Regions from separate parts of the Anas platyrhynchos genome. Here region 2 is linked to region 1. A link is a contact called in public Hi-C data. All regions are on one chromosome and are shown on one strand. Each heading gives the region's core, a stretch centred on a gene start, on an enhancer-like site or on the middle of the called end of the contact. The rest is flanking DNA. Distances are from core to core; before and after follow the strand shown.

Region 1 (6,323 bases), core at 2,814-5,313:
GTAAGGTGCCTCTGCCCTGTGCATGTGCTTAGGCAAGTACTCTCGGAGCTGAAGCAGCTGCCTCTGCCTCTCTCCGTGCAGTGAGGAATCCGGGCAGCTGGTCAACGCTGCTACTTCCCCTGGATCTAATGTACCATAACCAAGTGACTCTTTTCTAGCTTTAGTTTCTAGGGTGTGACCAAGCAGACAAGATTTTTGCCGAAATCAAGCAATCTATCCATAGCAGTCTGAGGTTATATTCGTAAGTTTTGCTAAGAAAAATAACTTTTGGGAAAACCAAGTACCTAACCAAAACTTACGGGGAGAACACGTACCTCATAGGAATAACTAATGAAGTATCCATGCTTCAAGCAGGTTAGACTTGTACTTGAGCAACTAGAGTTATATATTAATCAAACTCATGAAAGTTAACAAAATTAAGGAAATTTTATTGGCAAAAATCAAGTTGAATGTGACCTATGTAATTCAAGAGAAGTGAGCTTCAGTTTAGTTTATCAAAATACTTCAGTTTTCCGGCTGGATCTGGAATTATCTGTGCAAGAAACAAAAAGGGAAGTGTTAGCCTAAAAACAAACCCATGCAAATGCAACAAATTGTGAAACCAGAACAGCACAAGATTTCAAAAGATGATGCCAAGGCCAACCCACAAGCAACACATGGAAGAGTAATTTATCATTTGACCTGATATTAGATTACTGTTCATCTTTAAAGACACCTAACAGCAGCAGCAGAAATATTTAATTAACTGGGGGAAGAAGAGAGTGCAGCCTCCCAAAGGAAGAGTTTTGGCAGATGAGAGCAAATACCTCTATGTCGCTTGCCCCCAGAACAAGGTATTTTAATAAACTAGTATCTGTAATCAAGTGCCTTAGAATTTACTTACAGTTCTTCCCTTGGCCACCACACTCTCATGGCTTCCTCTGGTTTGATCTAATTAAATCAAACACATTTACAAGGCATGGCTACATCTTTGAGAAAGTGGTTCTGAACTACGCTGCTATTTAAGTTATCTGCATCTTTTGCAAAGAGAAGAAAGAGAACTGCCTATGTATTATTTGGTAATCTGTGGTTATGGAGGGCAGAACTTTTCAGTGCCAGAATGTGTCTTTCTATGAGGTCAGCAAGCCCCCTTTCACCTTATGCTCTTAATATCCAGCTTTGTCCACTAAGACAATCTTCTGCTGGCTTTAAAGAGGTGACTCCAATCTTCCTGGAAAATTTTCATATCCAGTAAAGAAACGTTCTTGTTTTTATTACCAATTAAAATGCTCACTACTCTCCTTAGTTAGAGGCTGCTGGGACCTGCTTTTTGTTGAGACAGCCCTGAAACAACAATGCTCAGTCATCACCAGACAATTCAGAAGAAAGCCACATTCTCAAATGAATGACCATGATCTCATCTCAACTAGGCAGCTCAGACCTCTAGTAAAAGCTTCGTTATTCTGCTGAGGCTTGACCCAAGTGCAGAGAAGACAAATGAGTTCATTGGGTGTTTGTCTGAACCTCAGCTCTTCTGCTTGTCTTCACTCATAGGCGAGTACTGAGAGGCAGAAGAGCTCCTGCGCAGCAAAGCAGTGCTCTCTGCTGGAGCTGTGATAGTAGCACACTGTCTCTGTCAGACACGAAAGCAGCCTGTGAGCTTGCATCATTTTTCCTGGGGAGTGCCTAGGATCCACAGTGACTCCACAGAACCAACAATTTGTATGGTCAAATAACTGGAAGCAGGAGCTTCCGACTCCCACTCAAGCTTTAACCATAACGTTGTGAGTCAACTTACTTCATCTTATTGAATGTTGCAAAGAGTTTGGACTTGATTTTAGTGGAAATGATAATTGTATGTTTTCCAAGAATACGTGCATTTAAGTATCAAAAGTGACTTACTGTTTCACTGCCAGGTTTCCAACCAGCAGGGCAAACTGGAAGAAAAAACAAAAAAAGATAGTTTATAAAAATAACACACTTAAATTTTGCACTCAGTAAAGTTATAGACACTTCCCCTTCTGAACTTGAAGTAAAACAGCACCAAGTGCCAGATTTAAGTATCTGCCACTAATAGATACACAGTTTTTGTTACACAAAGGATGGTGTCAGTACCAGTCCGTGACTGATACCCCCTAGCACTTCTGTTAACTGAAAACTGCCCATTTCTGGGTGGATGTCTGTACCTTGGTTTAATTCTTAGGCTGTTTTAGACAAAGCACTGGGAAAATAGCATCTAAAAACGAACACCCATGCTGTCTGGACATGAATGTTTCATGATGAAGTTCAAGGTGACTACACAGAGACCTATCCACCTTTCTCAGTTCAGAGTTCCCAGAAGAGACTGAGTGATTTTATTTGAAGCCCTGTTAAGGAGCAAAGGGATTAAAGCATGCAGTTCACACACAATGTGACTAAATGCTCTGTGACCATCCGTGCAGCTGCATGTCTATTCAGAAGTCTCCTTGTGAGGCTTTAGCCCAATGGGTTCTGTAGTATTACACTGCTTTAAGGCGTGCTATCAGACAAAAAACATACAACAAATACAATTTAGGAACTGTGAAGAACTTTTTCTCCTGTTCTGTGCAAAGAATCCAGTAAAACCTCTAGGGAGGCTCTCAGCATTCATGCAGAAGCTACAAAGTTTTCATGAACAGGTGGAAAAAATGATATCCTGGACAACACACTGCACAGATCAAGATTCTCTAAGACAGCTTTGTATCTAAATAAGAGACTCAATTTCCTTACTCAAGTACACACATCCTAAGTATCAGCATTTAGCTGTTAAAATTCTTTACAGTCAAGCATAACAATGATTTGTACTTTCAGATAAAGGTACTTCTAAATACCAAGTGAAACTGAGTTAAAATGGAGGTTAAGCTGCTGAATCTGTGTATTAATAGTTAAACAAATGTTCTAACTGATGTATTTGTTTAAATGTATTATTTAAAAAAAATCTGTGAAGTTTATCCTATGCCTGAACTGTAGTGGGGGAATACAGCCAGCTGTACTTGAGACAGAGTAATGACAAGTCAGTGAAAGCTTCTTTGTCAGGGGAAAATGATCACGTAGTGCTTGTAAAGAACACAGGAATGGCAGTCTAACACAGCAACACCGTGTTTCTTGATGTGAAGCACTCTCAGTTATTTGTCACAGACCATCAACAAATGATACAGGACAAGGACTGCCTGCATCTCAGTTCTTTGAGGACGTCAGAACATACTGAAATATTTGGCCTGGTTCTTCAGGGCATGGTGTTTTAAGAGCTTTTTGCTTTTGACATGTAACACACAATGCCTCTGTGTTCAGGCTGGGGAATGCTTTATGCTCTGAGTTCGCATAGATGTGAAGCAAAATGAAAATTACTACACTAGAAACAGCCTATGAGGAAACGAGCACCACAGAATCTTGTCGCAGGACAACCAAACTACTTCATTCAGTTCGTAAAGCTAGTCTCTAATGCTCCTGAGTAACTTTCTTCCAAAAGCTACAAAGACAGCTTTCAGGGTAAGTAAAAGTATCTTCAACTTGAAAGAATTTAAAAGAGCACCTTCTCCATGTTTGTCTGTGTACTGGAATGCCTGTACCAAACGGAGAGTTTCATCCACTGATCTCCCAACAGGAAGGTCATTCATGGTGATCTGTCGAAGGATTCTCTTATCATCAATTATGAAAAGGCCTCTGTTGAAAAAAAAAATATTTTTTTTTGTAGGAAACATAACTAATTACATTGTTTTTTCAAACACTTCTATGTCTGCTGGATGGGAGGAATTTGATCCCTGCAAGTCCTATACAATACCCACCTCCTTAGAATACTACTGACCCACTGTTCTCTACCTGGGCTATTAGAGGAGCTGAGGGCAAATTAAAAACAAACAGGTAGTTTCATGCAGAATGTAAAACTAAACTTTGGCAGGCTCTGCCAGGGGATGTTGCAGATGCTATGGTGTCAGGCAGTTCCCAAAAGGAATTGATCAAGTTTACAAAATACACAATTTTTAGAGCTGTTAGTTACCAGCAGTCTTGGCTCCAGTCTTGACTTGGGAAGTCCCTGAATAACAGCAATTCTGGGGAATTCTCACTGCATGCTTGCCTTGCCCTTGCATCTGCTGATGCCTGTTGTTACATTGGGTTATCAAATATGCCCCCTGTTTTGATTCATTACAGCTTTTTTTTTTTTTTTTTTTTTTTTTTGTGTGTGTGTTTTCTTGAGTACTTATTTTGTTTCTGGGCAAGAATTCTCAAGTCAAAACCGCTCTTGCTTTGCGACAGTACCACATTCTGGTGCTGCATAGCTCATCAACAAAGTAGTATGCCTGCATCTGTGGGGGGTTACTATGACCCCAATCAGACTGCTGAGTCCTCCTATTTTTCAAGAATTAAAGGAAGACTTCATATGAAAGTTCCTTAACACAAATTACTTTCTTTGTATGAGGATACAGATAACTAGCATGATGTATTATTGTGACATTTAAACTGTGTAAATGGGAAGGTAAGCTCTTTTGTATGTATATGCTGCAAGTTAGTGGCAGGCTTGCCAATATACCATAAAGAGGAGCTTGAAGTGCTCACAGTGCAAGATCACGGGATGTGCTATTGCACACACCCACAAAAACCACTTTGATATTAATATATATCGCTCAATGGAGAGCATTAAAGAGAAATTCCAAAAGCATCTTTAGATATGAAACAGTAAGTGCTACCCCAAAGCAACACGAAATGTAACCAAGTGAAATACCTAAGGGTATGCCCTTGGTCTTCCAGATATACACCATAATCCTTTGAAATCTGGTGTGTCAAATCTGAAAGAAGGGGAATCTTCATAGGTCCAAGTCCTCCTTGTTTTCTCGGAGTATTAATCCTTTGAAAGAAATGAGATACAGATGTATTCTTCATAAAGACTTATGTTCTCTACACTAAATTAAGTAAAAAACAGAACAGTACAGACAGAAGGATTTTGTGCAAGTAACAATTCTCGTTTTTGCTCTGCACACAAGGAAGATGAATGCTATCTATGGTTCAGTAGATCTTCTGCAGTATTTGGCCATATCTACTAATAAAGGCCTCTTTCTACTCAACCGTATTTGCTTTACACCAGTGTAGTCCAACATACTAATGGATTTGGAGAATGCAACTCACCTTTACAGAGACTGGAATCCTTATCTCTTTTTTTGTATTTGACATATTTTGGAGTGGAACATGACATATTTTGAGGAATGCATATTAAACAGGCTTCAAAGATAGAGGTACTTTTCACACACTAGAGTTAACAGAGGACACAGTTCCTCAGCTCAGATGAACCCACGAATAATTTTTAGTAAAAGACAAGCGTAAGATACATACCATGCTAAGTGAGTGAACTTTGAGTCCACAGAACATGCTACTACTTCGGTATTTATTGCTCTGAATTCTTCAATTCTGTCACTGAAGGCGATTATCTCAGTAGGACATACAAATGTACTAGATAATATAAAAGAAAATACAGTCAAAATTTCATGATCATCTAGTAGGTTCTCAGCTTAACTAATAAGTTGCTTTTTCAAAGCAGTTAATTTTTTTTAACTAAAAAAAAAAAAAAAGAGCAGTGTATTTATCAGAAATATTTCAGCCTTTATTTATCTTTTTAATGTTTCTTCAATTATTTACCAAAACGCTGCCTGACAAGTTTTCCAGTCTGATTCTAGCTTTGATACAGTGTATTACTGAATATTAGAAACCTACAGTCAGTCCGTTTGCAATCTGGATAATAAGTGTTCTTATAGTTACTTTCATTTAGACTTCATGAATATTAAGGGGCTGAATTTAAGCACAACATGCCAAGTTTTTTCAGAGGAATATATTGGTAACTTCTTGTTACAGCATACATCTGCAGATATTGTCTATTTTGATTTGAAATTTTTCCACTACAGAAGAAATGAAGTGGTAAAAAATCACAATTTCTAGGGCTTTGAAACTAAGGGCCAAGAGGCAAGTTACTCCTCTATATAAAAGCAAGCTAGGTACGCATCTTTGTCACTATACAGCTTCCTTTTTTCATTTTGTGGGAAAGAACGGGATTGTTTCGCAGAAAGTAGAAATGTTTTCACTCAGCCAGTGGACTTACTGCATTCCAAATAAAGGGGAGTAATGTTAAATGTTATTAGGATGTTATGGGATGAACTTAAAGGGAAAACACTATCTCTTAACATCCTAGATGTAATCTGGAAAATACCGATGGGATGCTCTCCTTTGTTTGCAGCAGCGACTTACAGCACAGTGTGAAACATAGAGGTTGCCTGCTGGGTACTACAGACTGCAGGTTTTTTCTATACGGAGACACAAAACAGTGGACACACTAGTATGAC
Region 2 (5,976 bases), core at 1,007-3,506, 110 kb before region 1:
TTTGGTGCCAGGAATATCTGTAGGGAATTCATCTGGGGTGCTACTTCCACAGGATCGGTAGCACTCTGGTCGGGAACAGCTCGGGTCATCCAGCTTGTAAATCTGGAAACAATTTTTAAAAATTGAGAGGTTTAATTAACCGTTTATTATTTATAAGCTTCCATCCACCCTGAAATATATCAGCCATATATTTGCTCTATCTCTACCAATAACTCACCTTTGCATTAGCATAGCCCAGCTTGATTGTGATATTCCTTTCCAGTTCATTTTTAAATCTGACAGTATGAACTCCTGATATAGCTTTGACTACTGTCGACTTTCCATGGGCTACGTGGCCAATTGTACCTATGGTTTAAAAACAGATGTTTGTCAATAAGCCATTGTCTAATTTGTGCAGTGTTCTATTATGGTCATAATCACCCCAAACTCTCTGGGCATACTGGCTCCAGTGGTGCCATCACAATAAATATGGGTTTCTTAAATGCACAACACCCTAGAACTGTCTCTTGATGCACAGATCTTTGCGTTGTCGTGATTTGCATTTTCATGAAACTCATTTCAATGTGTAATTTTAAGGTATAATAAACTTTACTTTAGCAACCACTCCCCACATCATTCAACACGGAGTTCTTGAAGTAAAATCACAGTGCTTTTCAAGTTAAAACGGTTTGACTAGTCTCTTCCTGCATCTTGACAAAACTTATAGTAAGAATACCTTACCTACATTACTGTGCTTCAGTACGGATTTCTTAATTTTTTCCAACACAGGTACCATATGCTAACACACGAGCACCACGATAAGTTACACTGCTATGCCCCCAGCCCCTCGTTTTTTCAGAATTTTGTTGTTACCTATATTAATTGTGGCTTGTCTGCTGATGACTTCTGGTGACAGAGGCGTCAGCTTGGTAACATCCTGTATGAAGGAGATTTTACAATTTATTCATCCTGGATCTAAACATTTAGAGTACTATATGTATTTTCTTAAAATTTATCCAGTAGTTCTATTAAGCAAAAATCCAACCGAGCTCATTAAAACACCTCGAGCGTTATGCATTCCATTTTATTAAGTATGCAGAATAGGCCAAAAAGCCTACAGTCAGAAGAGGTCGCAGTGTTAAAGAAAGACAGAAGAAAAGTAAGCAAAACAAAAAGCTTCAAAGGAAGCTCTAAAAATAAAAATACCTCGCATCTATCCCCAAACTGAATTGGTTGCAACATGTAAAATCATATTAACTTATCATGGGCTACACAGCCAACTGTACTTATGTTTTAAAGAGAAAGGTCTGGCAATAGATAGTAGTTTTCTTTGAGATTAAGGTTCTATTAGAGAAAGTATATAAACATGGGTATATTTGCAGCTTTGTGGAGTAAGTAGGCAGAGGGACGTCATTAACGCCATGGTTCCGATTCTGATTTTTTGAATGACAACTTTGTCCCCCAACACTGTTACTTCCACCTCGTGTACTGGAAGAAGAAACCTGTTGTCCTCAGCAGATTGCTGCTGGAAACTACTGACAGCACCTGGCCAAACACCGCATTTCCGCAGTCTGTGTATCGATTGTATCACCCACTACAGCCTTGTAACACCACCCGCCCTGCTCTCGAGTACCACACGAACAAAACGTCCGTGTTGGAGGCAGCTTCTGCCCTCCTGCCGCGCCTGTCTCGCTGCTCCTTGCCGCCGTGCCTCACGCGGTGCCGGCGCCCTGCAGGTGGCAGCGGAGCCTCCCCGGCCCCGCGCGAGGCCACGCACCGCGACTGGGGCCGAGGAGCAAACGGGCAGCAAACGGGCGATAAAAGCGCCGAGCAGCGCGGCCGCACCCAGCAGCGAGGCGCGGAGGCGCGGGAGCCCCTTGGGGGCGAGCACCCGGCCGCGGCGGCGCCAGCACCGCTCTGAGGCGTGAGAGGAGCGCGGCCACACGGCCCCGGGGCGCTGAGGGGAGCCCACCCAACGGTCACGGCAACGGCCCCGGCCCCGCCCGCCCCTCACCAGGCTGCCCAGGTCCTGCCGGGAGAGGTGCGGCTGCCCCAGCGTCACCCCCGCCTCGTCCCCCGCCATCTTGGCCGCCAGAGGAAGCCGGGGCTGCCCGCGCCGCCGCCTGCCCCCCGGCCCCGGCCCCGGCCCCGCCCCGCGCCGCCCTCAGCCCGGCCGCACGGCGCTGCCCGGCGCAGCCAGCACAGCCCGGCTCGGGGCCGCCCCGCAGGGGGTTGCGGCGCGGCGGGGCGGGCGGCGGTGGCGGCGCGGGGAGGGAGCGGCTCAGGCGCGGCGCGGGGCAGCCCCGCGGAAGGCCCCCGCCGCCCTGCCGCCGGGTGATGCAACCCGGCCCCGCGTGCGGCAGCGCCGCCGGGGCGCGGAGGGCCTCGCGCATGCGCGGGGCGGGAGGGCCGCCGGGTAACGGTCGCGGGCTGAGGGGGAAGGGGGGGGGGGGAGGCGGGGCGGTGCTGAGCTGAGGTAACGGCCGCCCTAACGGCCGCTCTAACGGCCGCCGCGGGGATCGGGCGTCGCCGTGGGATGCGGGGGGGGGTGAAGGCGTCAGCGGCGGTCACCGCGCGTCCAGCGGCCCGGAGATGGAGGTGTGTGGGGGGCGGCGGGGGGGCGGGGGGCGGGCCGCCTGCCCGTGTGCGCGCCCAGCGCCGCGGCTGTAACGGCTGTAACGGCTGTAACGGCTTTAAACATGTCACCGCGAGCGGGCCGGGGATCTCCGCTGGCCGCCAGCCTGGTGCGGTTCCCAGTGACAGCCCGTTCGTGCCCTCGCTGCTGGCTTCTGGAGGCGGGGTGCTGCAGGGGGCAGATACAAGGCCCTGCCCCAAGCCATGAGCTCTTCTTTTATACCCAGCAGCCCCCAACCCCCCCCTCCCCTCCCCAAATGCACGCTGCGTTCAGCAACATAACGTGCTCACAACATAAACGTGTTAAGAATGGAATAAAGCCCCTGATCAGTGCTGACAGCCGTTTTAGAAACTTAACAGAGACTAAATGCCAAATTCACAGCCCTCCCCCGTGGGGAATTGAATTGACTTCTCCATGGGAACTTCTTAAAGGCCTAGGGGAGATTGCTGCTCTAATAGGATTTCTTCAGTGATCAGAGCAACTGGTTTCACAATGAGTAACCGCTGTCAGATGCATCCATATTCATCAACAGTGGTTTTGCTTACTGGAAAATGTGGAGGTTCCCAGATTTTGCCCGGCTAGCTGCTCGGGTGAAAACAATAGGTCTCAGGCACACAGCACACATGTGATTGAAATGCGATGATGGAAATCTGTACAAAACTGGTATGCCTGGTTTAACAGCGCGCGTAACCTCCCACTTTCACAAATGTTATTCCCATACTTTCCTGCTACAAGATCCAGGAGTGACTCCTGCTGTATATACCCGTAGCAAATACATTGCCGGCATTCTTGTTTTGAAGAAAAGAGTACAAGAATGTGGCAAGAAACCATACGGTGATGATGTTGCCAGTGACAAAATGTATTATGTCTTGCAACCCAGTAATTCTGCACAAAAATAAAACACATTTACATTTCTAGTCTTTCATCGGGCCACATGATGTTTTACATAAGAATTGTAAATATCTTGCTTTTGGGAGAAACAATACATGCTTATGACAGATAGACAAATTACAGTGAGAGTGCGATGTGGTATTTGAATGTAGTTGCCTCAACATCAGGCATGAAAATGAGCTGAAAATACTAGACTCTACAGTTACTTAGCTATATACTTATGCAATAATGCAGTGCAGTATAAAATTACAGAAACAGCTTTTGTCACGTTTGCAGAAATCTTTAGAAATGATTTAATCCCTGCCAAGAATTCTGCCAGGAATGGGAAAAAATACACAAATGGTTGCGCCTACTTTAAACAACGAAATGCTACATTTTGCATATTCTGATGTTTTGTTACTAGGGTTCACCGTATTTGTGAATATGTGTAGTATGAAGAAAAATGAAAGTCTAAAGACTGCAAATGTCTAATCAAAACAAGGTAAAAACCTTTCTAGGAACTGTCAAGTATATGATACGTGCATGCTTAAATTTAATGTCTAAATTATAGAAATGGAATAGTGAACTGCATACTAATAAAACTCAAAAACTTAAGTCCAGAATTATATTAATTTCAATAGTCTCAGTTAAGCCAATGGTAACTACTTCATAACCGAGGTTGTACAGATACCTAAATGAGAGGAGTCAACCTAAATCTCTATGTAAATTAGTATTAAGGTAGTATTGACCCTACTCGTTGCTGTCTGGGGCCCAAATTTAAGTCTCACATTTTTAGTTAGGAGACTGAAGCATTATTAACAAGTTATGGCTTTTACAGTGGAGGTAAATTGTCTGATGTGGAGGAGGAGTGGTTTTTTTTGTTAATACTCTTTAATACTTTAATGCATGTTTTAATAATGATGAGAACAAGTATGTAAAAATGGCTGGCTTGCTTTGTTTGTTTTTTTTGCCAGGTTTGAGGTCCATTTCTATGGCAGCGTATAGGAGAGACCCGAAGATCATCTCACACCTCAGCTTGCCACAAACTGCAAACAGCAAAATGACAGTCAGGTAAAACCAAAACAGCCCTGCTAGCTGTTTACACCCTCCCTGAACTATGAAGGCCAAAAGTGAAGAGGGCAGAGGGATGCATGGTGTTTCAGTTGTGTGGTTTCTGCATGTGTGGAACGTATTCTGCAGTGATTCTCCTTGTCAAAGTGTATGTGCTTGATGCAGCAGAGGACATAGCCTGCGAATAAGGGAGAGCCTGTCTTTCGGAGGCAGGAAGGGTAGCAGCTTTGGGATAGCGGGTGTGTAAAGGTTGGTTGTCTCACCGTAACTGCACAAGTAACAGGTTTTGAAACTGTGACCGGGGAAATGGGGCAAATTTACTGCGTGAGTAAGCGCGTGAGGAGGAACGGTATGAAGTTGGCTGAGCAGAGAGAGGTCAGGTCACTGGTTCGAGGGAGTGAATGGGAGCAGGTTGTTTGCAACGTGGAGTAAGTAGGCCATGAGGGAGCAGCAGGAGGTCAGTTGGACAGAGCGGGAATAGCAGCGGGAAGTCTTTTGTGAAGCTGAGCACGGAGTAACTAGTTGGTTGTGTGAAGCTGTGAGAGGTGGGATAGACGCTCAGGTCAGGGTGGCAGTTCTGGAGGAGCTGCGCTGCTGTTTTATTCATCGAGAGCGGGCCGGGGGTGGCGACGAACGGCTGAAAACTGGCACGAAGGGGATGGGAACAGCAGTTCGCACGGGGAGGATGGCAGCGGGCGTGCAGCCTGTTACAGCGGGGAAGGCTGGGTTTGCTTTTGGCCTCGTACAGCCAAGCAAGGAGGTGAAGGCCGGGCCACGGCCAAGCCCCGTGCAGCCGGCCCGCGCCCGGCGGGGCTGCCCGTGCGGAGCGCGGCGGCTGTGCTCAGCCTGCGGCTCCCGCAGCCGGCCAGCTGCGAGGGGGAGGAGTTGCGCCAGCTCCGCCGAGGGCTCGCAGCCGCTCGCAGCGCGCTCCGGTGCCGCGTCCCCGCCGGGAGCCGCCCGGCCGTGCCCCGAGGGCCGCCGCCAGGCTGGCGAGCCGCGGGGCCGCCCCGAGGCGCGGAGCCCCCGCAGGTGGCTGCCGGCGGGCGGGGAGCCGAGCAGATGACGCTCCTGGGCACGGCTCTCCCGATCCCCGGCGGCCGGCGCCCGCTGCTCGCCCCCGGTAAGCGAGAGAGCGGCGTCGCGGGGCCCCGGCCCGGGGAGGCGCCGGGTTACGGGGCGGGGGAGCGGCGGCCGCCTCGCGGCGCCCGGGGCGCGGCCCCTCCCGCGGGCTGCCCGCCGGGCCGCAGGTGGCGGCGGAAGTGACGGGCGGCGCGGGGCGCCCGCGGCGGGGAGCATGGCGCCGGGCAGCGCCGGGCAGCGCGGGGGGCGGGCAGCGCGGAGCGCCCCTGGCCGGGCGGAGCGGGGAGCGGCTCCCCCCGAGCGCGGAGCGCGGGGAGGAGGGAGCTCGGGGTCCCCCCTTC

The links. A called contact is a pair of places that touch in the nucleus more often than the background predicts.
Region 2: a Hi-C map of skeletal muscle shows a contact between it and region 1, with 2.4 times the contacts expected there. The contact joins the promoter of KLHL15 here to the enhancer-like site in region 1. A contact is called at or near these places in 3 of 8 Hi-C or Micro-C datasets (F1 follicle, liver and skeletal muscle).

Annotation. Positions count from the first base shown.
Region 1 is chr1:116,409,506-116,415,828 of IASCAAS_PekinDuck_T2T, reverse strand. It overlaps PRDX4 (peroxiredoxin 4), which reads right to left. Exons shown (of 8, transcript XM_027449062.3): 3 at 5,323-5,439; 4 at 4,718-4,840; 5 at 3,530-3,660; 6 at 1,882-1,916; 7 at 884-930; 8 at 408-532. The coding sequence ends at 529. Among named protein-coding and RNA genes, the nearest start is that of PRDX4, 6.0 kb to the right of the region's middle. Within about 2 kb of position 4,063, at least 1 of the 8 cell types and tissues checked has an H3K27ac peak or open chromatin away from gene starts, as enhancers often do. A contact at or near this core is called in F1 follicle, where this site is marked.
Region 2 is chr1:116,521,652-116,527,627 of IASCAAS_PekinDuck_T2T, reverse strand. KLHL15 (kelch like family member 15) reads left to right here and starts at 2,256. Exons shown (of 5, transcript XM_027449050.3): 1 at 2,256-2,395; 2 at 3,909-3,986; 3 at 4,459-4,555. EIF2S3 (eukaryotic translation initiation factor 2 subunit gamma) reads right to left here and starts at 2,143. Exons shown (of 12, transcript XM_027449055.3): 1 at 1,994-2,143; 2 at 853-916; 3 at 218-345; 4 at 1-102. The coding sequence starts at 2,062.